Regions from separate parts of the Ovis aries genome. Here region 1 is linked to region 2. Evidence: chromatin contacts called from public Hi-C data. All regions are on one chromosome and are shown on one strand. Each heading gives the region's core, a stretch centred on a gene start, on an enhancer-like site or on the middle of the called end of the contact. The rest is flanking DNA. Distances are from core to core; before and after follow the strand shown.

Region 1 (6,093 bases), core at 2,377-4,876, 68 kb after region 2:
AATTTACCTTCAGGGACCTGTTCAAATATTTTTGTGCATGTCACCAGCCATCTTGGATCCCAGGCCTTGGTGGGAACATGAGAGAGTTGCACAGTGCCATTCACAGAGTAGGAGCTCAATAATACCTGCTGCCTGAATGAATGGAGCCCTGGCAAGCTGGATGGAGGGGATGCACCTCTCAACTTGTATAAGGGCCAATGCTACTATCTAAGACTCTTGGGCCAGATGGTCCCTAAGGTACCACGGGCCAGATGGTCCCTAAGGTACCACTGGCCTCTCATTCTAGAATCATCTACCCACACTGGCAGCTCATTTCCTCCTCTTAAGGCCAAAATGCAGAATTCAAATTGACATTCACTGGTACTACTTAACCTCATTTACATTTTGCAGCAAGGTTCACTGATTCTTTTTCTTTTTACCCTTAATGACTCATCTATTTTTAGCTATTGGGAAGACCCACTGATGGGCAGAAGTCTAGAAACTGCAATTGGCTCAGACCCCTAGGCCAAAGTTATCAAAACTAGAGGGGGCAGGGAGCAGGAAGTAAACTGTTTCTCACAGGGAGACATGAAGGTTGAGGTGTTAAAAGCTCCTTTTTGGTGTTTGCTGAGTTCTTACCACGTGCATTTGGTATTAAAGGCAGGATGTGGGCAGCCTGAGGCAAGTTGAGGTGATAAAAGTTTATCTGGCACCATATAGTACCTTCTCTTACACTCTGCAGTGGAGCCGATTCTAGGAATACCAAACTGAGGGAGGCTTTCCCGATTTATCCAGGTTGGCCCCTGTGTCAGTGTCCATGGTACTGGGGTTGCGCTAATGCTCCTTCCACCTCTATGAGAAAACAGGTGGCCTTTATCTGTTTATCACCCACCCTCCCCTGCCTCCAAGAGATCACCCCATGCTGAACACCCTCAATTTGTACCATGCAAAAACAGAGGGGGTAGAGAATGGACTCTTCTGCAAGATGTGGAAGCAAAGCTAAATTCTGATTGAGGACAGATGAAATCTCCAAGAAGGAAATGTGTTCATTCCAAGGGGCTGATCCAAGCAGACGAGGATTAATTTAATCAACCAACTATGAGGTCTCTCAAGTGCCTCACACTAAGGCAGTCTCAGCTTCAAGGATCTGCTATTCGAAGTTCCCTAAGTCATAAACCACCCAGAAACTGCTCCTCCCCCAACATAAGATTTCCTAATGGGTACTGTTTAGATGCAATCATTTCTCTCCACACACCCTTTCCTCCAATTTCAACAGAATAAAGAATTGCAGAGAACAGGTCTCCTAAAATGCTCTGTTCCTGGCCGCTGCAGTGTGAGTACACAACCTCAGCTTCTGCCATTCCGTAGGGCTCCCAGAAAAGCCTGTCCACAACACTCACTACACAGAGGAAGACTATATCCAGTAACATAGTAGAAACAGAAAACTGAGAGATGACAAACATAAGTAGATTTTCTAGCTCACGCCACCCCTTTTCTCACTAGATTTAAACAGAACAAAAGGTACTAAGATTAAAGTCTCCTTAAAGAAAAAAAATGTAAGGGACCATCTGTGTAGAATTACTACATTTGGGGGGGAATCTTCTTGTATTCAATATTTTATTGATCATTCTTAAATTAGCAGCTAATCTAGATGGATATAATGGCTTAGAAGGCTTATTTCTGTTAATGCAAAGACCTTAATACCAAACATTCAATGTCTAAGGTATCCATATTTTACAGGGAGGAAGATGGTAGTCCATTTTCCTATACTTTATTTATTCAAGTTACAGGTATAAACTCAAAAGCCAAGCCAAGAAGTGGCAGAGCCAAGTAGTACATATGGGGCGGACTGGTACTCGCAAAACAATCTACAAAAAAGCCAGCTGTGTCACCATAACTTGCTGACTTAACTCCCCACGACAGATCTAATTAGAAGGTGGCAATAAATCTCTCCAGGTGTTTAATTAAGTGTGATAATTATTTCTTTCCTTAAAGAGGGATGGAATCATATGTTTACATTTCAAAGCATAATGTTTCCTTAGTTAAAACACTGTGGAAATACTTTTCTGAAACACAGGATTCAAACCAGGATAAAAATATCTGCTGTGATAAGCAGCACTTAAAGTGATTTATCAGCTCTAAGTTTCATATGCCAGGGCACAATGGCAACTTCAAGTCTGCTGTTCTGGTTATTTCCTTTAGCTATATAGTTTTGTTTTCCTTATGCCTCAATGAATAATTTCTACTCCATATGCCATTTTCCTGCCAGCATCTCATAAATGAAGTCTTATCAAGAAAGTGGGAAACCACTATGGGCATCCCTACTTCACAGCAAGAACATGACAAGAATAAACCGAGATACAGAAGAATTCAGAGACAGTTATAATTGGATGGGACCTCAGCAACCAGGGAATCATTTTACAGGTGGATTAGAGTACTGTCCTACTATCAATTAAATATAAATATGTTTTTTAGGGCAGAAATACACCCTGTATTGAAATAGTATTGACCTCCCCAATAAAAATTATGTACAGAAGGGTCGAATTATCAGTCTTAAGTAGCTCAAGGATTTCCGTTGTTTCAACATTGAGCACCCAACTCTCTTCCTCCTTCCTTGCTTCTCTCAGGGTACTGCGCCTCCTACCCAGTGCTATGTTTTAGGAAGTCAGTTGGCTTTAGCAAAACGGTGTTACTGAATCAATGAAGATCTTTTGGCCCCTAAACCCTGTTGGTCAACCTGGTGTTGAACTTGCCTACCAGCCGCCCAGGTTCTGAAGGCGCCCAAGTGTTCTTGCATCAGGTGCTGAGCGCGCAAAGACACGAACTCGCGCGCGCGCGCGCACACGCACACACGCGCACACACACACACACACACACACACTTTCTTCCTCAAAGGAAGTCTCCACCGAACGGTCTCAAGGCAAAACTCTAGTCGCTGCCCATTTTACAATGCAGGGTTGGATTACAATCTCAGGCCAGCATCTCGGTCTGCAATCTGGGACATTCTGATAACCGGGGCGGTCCTTTCGACAGCAGGAGCTGTGACCAGGAGGGCGTGATACGTAGCGGGGCCCCCATCTGCAGAAGGAACAGTAAGCGGCTCAGGGCAGGAGGGTGGAAGTTAAGGGGTCATCAGCTCGAGTCGGTAAGGGCTCCCAGCTGGAGGTCTCAGATTATCTCGGCGACACAGGAACTGGGTAAAACTCCGGGGAGTTTCCGGAGCTGTGCGCGCCTGCACACACACACACACACACGCGCGCGCACACACACACACACACACACACACACACACACACACAAGCTCAGACGCACGCACTCACAGCCACTCACATTTACTTCAGAAACTCTCTGTGAGCTGAAAGCTTGCCCCCAAGGAGCACCCCGCAGCCCAGAGGCCGGGGAAGTTCTGTGAGGATGTATGCGGGACCGGCGCGCCCGGGAGGCACTTACTCTCAAGAGGGGCCGGGTGGCGCGGGGACGCTAAGAGGCGAGCTGGGCGAGGTTACGGCGCGGAGCTGCCTAGCCCCTTGAACGATCGCGGGCTGCCGCGGACTCACCAGCAGAGCGCGGGCCAGAGACGGCGGGAGAAAAGGAGCCAGGGGCGGGAGAAAAGGAGCCGGGGGCGGGGACAGGAGGAAGAGCTAAAGGGCCAGGGGCGGGGCGGGAGGAGGATTTAGGAGACTGGGGGCGGAGCCGACCGAGGAGGAGGAGCCGGAGGCCGGGGGCGGAACGTGCGCGGAGGAGTTAAGGGCCGGGGGCGAGGAGAACCCGGGATTCAGAGGCGGGGCCTGGCACTGCAGGTCAGGAGTGGCCAGGGCTCGGGGAAATGCGGAGGAGGGCTGGACAGCGGCTCAGGAGCTGGACTTGAGCTGCAAGGCAAGACCTTTGGGCTCAAGGAGCGAGGACCGGCTGAGGAGATACGCAGGGAAGAAGTTACTTTTTGGGTCTTTCGGTTTCTTCAGCTATGAAAGTGAGATACCAGTCTCAAGTTTATAGAGTCTCTTAAGTGAGCTCATGCCAGGCACCTAACAAGTACGCATGTATTATCTATTATCTGTTGCCATTAGCTTCGTCGTAGACATCATTTTCCGTATAAGCCCCTAAATCCCGCCTGCCCTTTTTTTCTTTTTCTTTTCAGCCTTTGCTGACCTCAAGTCTACCTGGCAATAGCTGATGCATAAGTGATTCCTAAGTTTCCATTCGCGAGGGATGCAAGAGTTAACTTTTAAGAGTTAAAGGGTCATTGGATCCCAGCAAGTCAGTGTGGTCTAAGCCACCTCTGCGGACTTCAATGACTGCCCATACCCACAGAGTCTAAGAGTGGCTATTTACCGGAATGGGGCAGAATCTGGGCCCTGAACCCGAGGTAGTCATTCTCAAGGGCAAATGTTGCCAGACCTTCTTGGGAGTGTGACGAATCCATCCTTCATTAAGCACCTACTATATGATGGTTCTGTGCAGAGGGCTGGAAATATTAGTAATACTGTCAAAACTTCGTATGTGCTGGTCACTGTTATAATCCTCATAACAACTTATAGATCCTATAGCTACCTTAGTTTCGAAAAACTGAGATCATGGCTTCCGGTCTCATCACTTCATAGCAAATAGATGGGGAAAAAATGGAAACAGTGACATGCTTTATTTTCTTGAGCTTTAAAACCACTGCAAATGGTGACTGCAGCCATGAAATTACAAGACGTTTGCTCTTCGGAAGAAAAGCTATGACAAACCTAGACAGCATATTAAGAAGGAGAGACATCACTTTGCCAACAAAGGTCCATATAGTCAAAGTTATGGTTTTTCCAGTAGTCATGTATGGATGTAAGAGTTGAACCATAAAGAATGCTGAGTGCTGAAGAATTGATGCTTTCAAGCTGTGGTGCCGGAGAAGACTTTTGAGAGTCCTTTGGACAGCAAGGAGATCAAACCAGTCGATCCTAAGAAATCAACCCTGAATACTCATTGGGAGGACTGATGCTGAAGCTGACGCTCCAATCCTTTGGCCACCTGATGTGAAGAGCCGACTCATTGGAAAAGACTGTGATGCTGAAAAAGATTGAGGGCAGGAGGAGAAGGGTGCAACAGAGGATGAGATGATTGGATGGTATTATCAATTAATTGAACATGAGTTTGAGCAAATTCGGGAAAATAGTGAAGGACAGGGAAGGCTAGTGTGCTGCAGTCCATGGGGTCAGAAAGAGTTGGACACAACTGAGTACTGAACAACATAGCTACCTTAGTTTTACAAAGAGAAAGGGAGGCATAGCGAAATAAAATAATCTACCAACATTTCACATTTAGTGAGTGGCAGAGTATGGTTGGGACACAGGAAAGTAAACACATTTGGGTTTAATGACCACAATAGGAATATTCAGAAGGTTCAGAGATGTTTAGGACACTGTCCTGTGGGGAGGGGAGAGTCAGGAAGATTTTTCTGAAGGAGGTAATGTCTGAGCTCAATTTATAAGAAGGAATGGGAGCTTCCTTCTTCTAAGGAAGGACATGGTAAACATTTTTCAAGCATTAAGAAGGGTTGGTGAAGAAGTAGAACAATAGAAAAAGACCAAATCTAAGTGTTTTCTTCCTGTAGGAGTTGAAGAACATTAATTTGAGCATGGGAGACATACCAAATGTTCTAGAAAGGTTTCTCTGAAAACAGCATAGAAAACATCAGAGCTGGGAAATTTGCTTATGAAGTAATTGCAAGGATGGATGTTAGGATACAGCTCTATTGCTGCTGCTGCTAAGTCGCTTCAGTTGTGTCTGACTCTGTGCCACCCCATAGATGGCAGCCCACCAGGCTTCCCTGTCCCTGGGATTCTCCAAGCAAGAACACTGGAGTGGGCTGCCATTTCCTTCTCCAGTGTATGAAAGTGAAAAGTGAAAGTGAAGTCGCTCAGTCGTGATACAGCTCAGTCGTGTCTAACTCTTTGTGATCCCATGGACTGTAGCCCACCAGGCTCCTCTGTCCATGGGTATTCTCTGGGCAAGAATACTGGAGTGGGTTGCCATGCCCTCCTCCAGGGGATCTTCCTGACCCAGAGGTTGAACCCAAGTCTCCTGCACTGCAGGCAGATTCTTTACCACCTGAGCCACCAGGGAAGCCCTAGGATG
Region 2 (6,104 bases), core at 2,580-5,079:
CGCTGTGATATAGTCAGTTGCATAACTATTTTTATATATTGGATAGAATGTGTGTGTATACATATATAGTTGACAGAGAATCACATGCACAGCTCTGGGCATCTGGAAGGCAAATGTACATTTTACATATATGATCTGCAGGTGACCACACTCCATATAACAGGAGTAGTCATGGCTCTACGAAATAGCATAGCTGCCAGAGGTTCAATTCATGGGTCAAGACACTAGATATGTTAACATTCATCTATGTCTTCCAAGTTTGAATTCCTTCCTAGTATTCAATTTAAGGTCCAGGAAGTCTTCTGAGCCAAAAAACTTCAGATAAACCTCAACAAAATATGATGTATAGACTTGAACAAGAGTGTGTAAATACCAATATAACTTTTAAAGCTATTTTGAAATGCTTTCTGTATTTCAATCCATGAAAATTTTTCCAACCTACCTGCAAAATAAAATGAAATCTACTTGTGGAAGTATTAAGTAAGGCTAAAAACAAGCCTAAGGTGTATTTTAAAGTACAAAAGGCCTTGTTTGTGAGTTCAAATTGCTTATTGGCTGTTAGAGGAAATGGCAGTGTCAATATTCTGACAAACCCCTACATAATGGGAGAACACAAATAAACACCGTTGGGTTTGCAGGTCTCTACAAGGTGTTCCTGACGCTATCAGATCACTGGGATCCAGGGGCGTCTGAGAGTTAGCAAACACACAGAAATTGTGAGAAGGAGAAATTTCATGTGCAAAGTTCTCCATCAGTTCAGAGCCCCATTTCTGAAGCATTTCAATCCTTCATCCACTTAGAAATGAAAACAGTCTACACGCAAACTCCAGAAGCCATCTTTTCTATCAACAGTCCTCAAACAGCCCTCAGCCTCCTAACGCTCCTCCACACTCAGAGTTCTTGCAAAAGAAAAGCAGTGATTTATCTGAACACAACCACTTGAAAGCTGTGACCAAAGGTTATTTCCCTGTAGACAGCAACACCATGGTGCTTAGTCATCAATTCCGACAAAGGTGTTACAACCAAATTAGTCTGGGCACTTTTAACTCACCTAGTTTCGGCATTTTCCCCCGTATCAATCAGAAGAACAGCTTCCCAGAGTCTCAGCAGTCACACAGACCAGAGGAACACACATAGCCACCCTGCCGATGTCTTTTCCACAGCATCTGTACTGCCTTCAGGGAGTCAGTCTTCCCTGAGAATAATTCAAAGAATTTGTCCCATCCTTTCAAAAAACCAACCATAAGCATACCAAACCAATGCACGGAAGACACTGGTCAACAACAGTCACTTAAAAGTTGTCCTGCTTGTTATTCTGGAAGCCGGGTTTCGTCACCTGTAGCGGAATGCATTGTGTAGCTTTTTGTTGTGAATCCAGAGACGTCTTAATGTCCACAGCAGGGACGGACTGGGTGCTGCCTGCACTCGCTACCCATAAACTATGACTGCACGGGGACACAGGGATCACCTGTGATAGGAGGACGGGAGACAGTTTCAAAATCAAGCAGAAACAGGAAGTCTAATGTTTCCACATGAAAGAAAAGAGGAGCAGATACTTCAAAAAAAAAAAAAAAAAAAGGGAGCAGCCCTAATCATAGATGCCCGGAAAAAAATTAAAAAAACTCATTTCTTCCTGGCCTGTAGAAACATGAATGTCTATTAATAGTAAGTGTTGCTTAAAGGTGTTCTGGTTCTCAAGAGAGCTAGAGAACCGAGTTCGGACAACTTTGCTACTTAAAATCATTAGCCTTTTGCTTTTGAAGAGAATATAAGGTCTTTATAAAGAATGTATGTATGCCTGCATCCATGCCCATGCAATACGCACAGGTACATACATAGAGATACAGGCACATGTGCGTTCTAACAGTCTGTTTAGAAGCTTATTTATTAACCTGGGCATTTGACAGTTATCATCACCCACAATTCCTTCCCTCATCCATCCCCCCAGGCATGGTTTGGCCAGTCCCACTTCACGTGCACTTCCTCTGTGAATCCTTTTCCTAAAGATCCCAAATGGGTGTTAGGATCTCAGCCTCTTCCTTTAATTCCCACAGCACCTCACCTGAGCTTCCTTTCTGGGATCTTTTCATAGCTGTCCGTATGTGATCTATGGTGATCTATCTTATCTTCAACTCCATGGTAAGTTTCTTGACTTTATTCTTATCTTCTGCAGCAATAACACTCTGCTTTGAGCCTGTTTCTGCACATAGCAGAAACCATACCGAGTGGAATGCAATGGACAAATGCTTTACAGTCTGCTAGGTCAGGTTCAATTTTCAGCCAAGCCACTTCCTCGTTTTGTAGACTTGCAAGTTACTTCACCTTCTGAACAGTTTTGGTAAGAAAGAAGAATTATAGACAGAAGCTAAAGACAGGGAGCTCGTAGAGCAGTCCTCAAAGCCTTTGACTGTGTGGATCACAATAAACTGTGGAAAATTCTGAAAGAGATGGGAATACCAGACCACTTGACCTGCCTCTTGAGAAATCTGTATGCAGGTCAGGAAGCAACAGTTAGAACTGGACATGGAACAACAGACTGGTTCCAAATAGGAAAAAGAGTACGTCAAGGCTGTATATTGTCAACCTACTTATTTAACTTCTATGCAGAGTACATCATGAGAAACGCTGGGCTGGAAGAAACACAAGCTGGAATCAAGACTGCCGAGAGAAATATCAATAACCTCAGATATGCAGATGACACCACCTTTATGGCAGAAAGGAAGAGGAACTAAAAAGCCTCATGATGAAAGTGAAAGAGGAGAGTGAAAAAGCTGGCTTAAAGCTCAACATTCAGAAAACGAAGATCATGGCATCCAGTCCCATCACTTCATGGGAAATAGATGGGCAAACAATGGAAACAGTATCAGACTTTATTTTTTGGGGTTCCAAAATCACTGCAGATGGTGATTGTAGCCAGGAAATTAAAAGATGCTTAATCCTTGGAAGAAAAGTTATGACCAACCTAGATAGCATATTGAAAAGCAGAGACATTACTTTGCCAACAAAGATCCATCTAGTCAAGGCTGTGGTTTTTCCAGTGGTCATGTATGGATGTGAGAGTTGGACTGTGAAGAAGGCTGAGCGCTGAAGAATTGATGCTTTTGAACTGTGGTGTTGGAGAAGACTCTTGAGAGTCCCTTAGACTGCTAGGAGATCCATCCAGTCCATTCTGAAGGAGATCAGCCCTGGGATTCCTTTGGAGAGAATGATGCTAAAGCTGAAACTCCAGTACTTTGGCCACCTCATGGGAAGAGTTGACTCATTGGAAAAGACTCTGATGCTGGGAGGGTTTGGGGGCAGGAGGAGAAGGGGACGACAGAGGATGAGATGGCTGGATGGCATCACGGACTCGATGGACATGATTCTGAGTGAACTCCGGGAGTTGGTGATGGACATGGAGGCCTTGCGATTCATGGGGTCACAAAGAGTCAGACATGACTGAGCAACTGAACTGAACTGAACTGAACAGTATCTAACCCACTTCAGTTGCCTTTGGAGATATGAAGGCAACTCTCCTATGCTTCCCTAGGACTTGTAACTAGGAAATCAGGACATTCTTGACAGATTTAAGGATCGACAGTTGTGACAGATACCCAATGCCGGAGCATCATCTGTGCTCTGAGACAGGAAAAGAGGAAGCAGCTGCGACTTCTAGCCCTAGAAACAGCGCGACAGCTTGGCGGCGGAGGAATCTGTCCAATCCCTTACAAAGGCGACTGGTGCTCAGATGCAGGCGCGGTTCTCTATCTCTTTCTGGTGAGCTTAGCTCTGCAGCTGAAGCAAGGTTCTGCTCAGCACCCCAACACCCCCAGGCCCCACCCCGGGAGTGTGAGTGGTATTGCTGGTGATGGACGCGCCCCGGAGCTTCGCAGTGACAGTACATAAGCCATTTCATTAGGGAAGTCTGGGTGTGTCTTATCTTGTATTTCTCCTCCATCTATCTGCAACCACATAACAGTGGCTTTCAGAACACCAGCTTCTCTTGAGTGTGCACGCTCTCCACGTTATCTGGGCATCTCACAGCAAGGCACTATCACTTCAATCATTTCACTGTCCCCACGCCCAGAGAAAGCAGGTGACAAGCACAATTTCAAAGAGGTTAAGTAGATTATTGGACGAGGCCCTGCAAGCTGGGGCAGGACCGAGAGAGAAGCCATGAGACCCAGAACCATCTCCAAACACAGGCGCTCTCTCTGGCCTAGTTTCATTGACTGCTTATTACACACCCCAAGAAAGACACTTCCTCTATGGCTACCCACATCCTTATCAGCAGTGCATTCGACAAAATCAGCACAAGGATAATGCAGTTGATGGCTGCATGAAAATGTGCACCATTTGTTTATTTCAACAGATGCCATAGTCTCCAGGACAGAACTGGAAATGTCTGCGAAACACCTTGACCTTCATGCTTTGGCATTTCCAATTTTCTCCCTAGTCCTTAGGGCATGGTCTGGTGACAAGAGTACTGCTATCTTCTTTTCATTCAACCCTTCCCTCTTCCCGTCAATCCTATCTAGACCCCCCTTTTCAGTCTTCTTCCTGCCACCGCAGCCCTCTCAATGGCCTCCCTAAAGCCAGTGCCACAAACAGGGCCTCCTCTTTGACTCAACTTGATTCCCTTTGCCCCTCAGCTCTTCCGGGAGGAAGGAGTCATTGGCAAGGGAAGAAGGCAGGCTGAGGGGGGATTATTCCAGGGCCTGAGTCTGGTAAAGTGCTCCAGAAGCACTTTCTGAATGCTATCACAGAGACAGCGAATGGTCACCTCTTACCTGAAAAGGCTTGTGCCAACAGGAGCACGTGTTTCATGCCTGGAGGAGAGCAGAGAAACCCTACCAGATGCTGAGCAGCGTGTGTGATTTCCCTGTGTTCGCTCACTCTCCCTGAAACCCTGGGAGGTGGGCACCATGATTCCTGGGTTGTAGCCGAGGAAACCAAGCTCCATAAATGTAACATACTTGCTCAGGGCAAGGCCAGCATGGGTACACGGGATCTCTTATTCCAAATTGGTTGGCTTTTTCCTTGTCGTATCATATCACGAAAGGGTGATATGGTTCACCAGAGAGCACACACAGGGGACTGTCTGGAAAATAAAGAGAACACTTGGCAGCCCACCGTTTAAGGACAGGCAGAGCAGTGAGTTCACCAATGTGAACTGGAGCTGCTGGGGGCCAGAGCCGGCCGCAGGGCAGGAGGTTTGGGGGGCAGATTTCTCAAGTCCATCCTCACACTGATTGCCCTTCACAGCCTCCCCACAAGGGGCTGCATAAAAAAGAAGTGTGGGAAGGCACATTTTTCTATCACATAGTATTTCTTAGTTTCCAGTATAAGTTTTATAAAATGTTACTCAGAAGCAGGCAAACAAATGAATAAACAACTCACTACTAGCTGCAGTACAGTGACGTCAACAGCCAGATCGTAGCACTCTAGAATGAGCATTTATGTCTGTTGTCCTAGGACGCTCAAACCTCTCTTCACACTCACACCACCAACGAAAACATTAAATCAGCCTTTAGGAAGCACAGAAACACTGAGTGCCTGTTGCAATAAATATGCTGGCACTTGAACGTGGTTTATTTTCTGCTGAGCTGAGTATAAACAGAGTCTTGACATTTTATAGCATTCTTGCATTGCAAACCTTCATGTGAAACTGAACATGAGCCCTCATAATAAAATACTCCACTAATTAAACTCTAAATTTGCCAAGAAAAACTCTCCAATGGTAGAGTAAATTTCTCTATAAATTTCTAGAACTTCTTGTGAATATCCAACACACGGTATTTCCCAATTTGAATTCCTAACCTCCTGTCACCAAACCTGATCATTTTCCTCTCTGTTTTAACCTCTATGGATCCCATCATCCCCCAGTCATTGCTGATTCCTCTCTTGCTTTGGACGGTCTCTCATTCACCAAGTTCTGCTGTCTTTCCATCTGTGCTTCTCTCATTCTCATTTGGATTTTGTTAAAACCTGTGCATTCAAGGTGGCAGAAGATGTTTTCTTAAAAAGACAGCTTTCCAGAGAAGACCATGAAAGCAGTTATACTTTCTATCCCCCTTTAGACGACAGTGAGCTTTGTCATTTTGTAGTTTTACCCATGTGGCTAT

What was found. Hi-C and Micro-C count contacts between places; a contact is called where the count stands out from the background.
Region 1: a contact with region 2 is called in a Hi-C map of blood, with 4 times the contacts expected there. The contact joins the promoter of TNFAIP8 here to the enhancer-like site in region 2. A contact is called at or near these places in 5 of 16 Hi-C or Micro-C datasets (blood, hypothalamus and tail adipose tissue).

The regions. Positions count from the first base shown.
Region 1 is chr5:32,339,470-32,345,562 of ARS-UI_Ramb_v3.0, forward strand. It overlaps TNFAIP8 (TNF alpha induced protein 8), which reads right to left and starts at 3,627. Exons shown (of 3, transcript XM_060416349.1): 1 at 3,537-3,627. It overlaps LOC132659878 (a long non-coding RNA gene), which reads left to right. Exons shown (of 2, transcript XR_009600842.1): 1 at 1-3,071; 2 at 4,118-6,093.
Region 2 is chr5:32,271,237-32,277,340 of ARS-UI_Ramb_v3.0, forward strand. The region is part of intron 2 of TNFAIP8 (TNF alpha induced protein 8); the gene reads right to left. Among named protein-coding and RNA genes, the nearest start is that of TNFAIP8, 69 kb to the right of the region's middle. Within about 2 kb of position 3,830, at least 6 of the 54 cell types and tissues checked have an H3K27ac peak or open chromatin away from gene starts, as enhancers often do.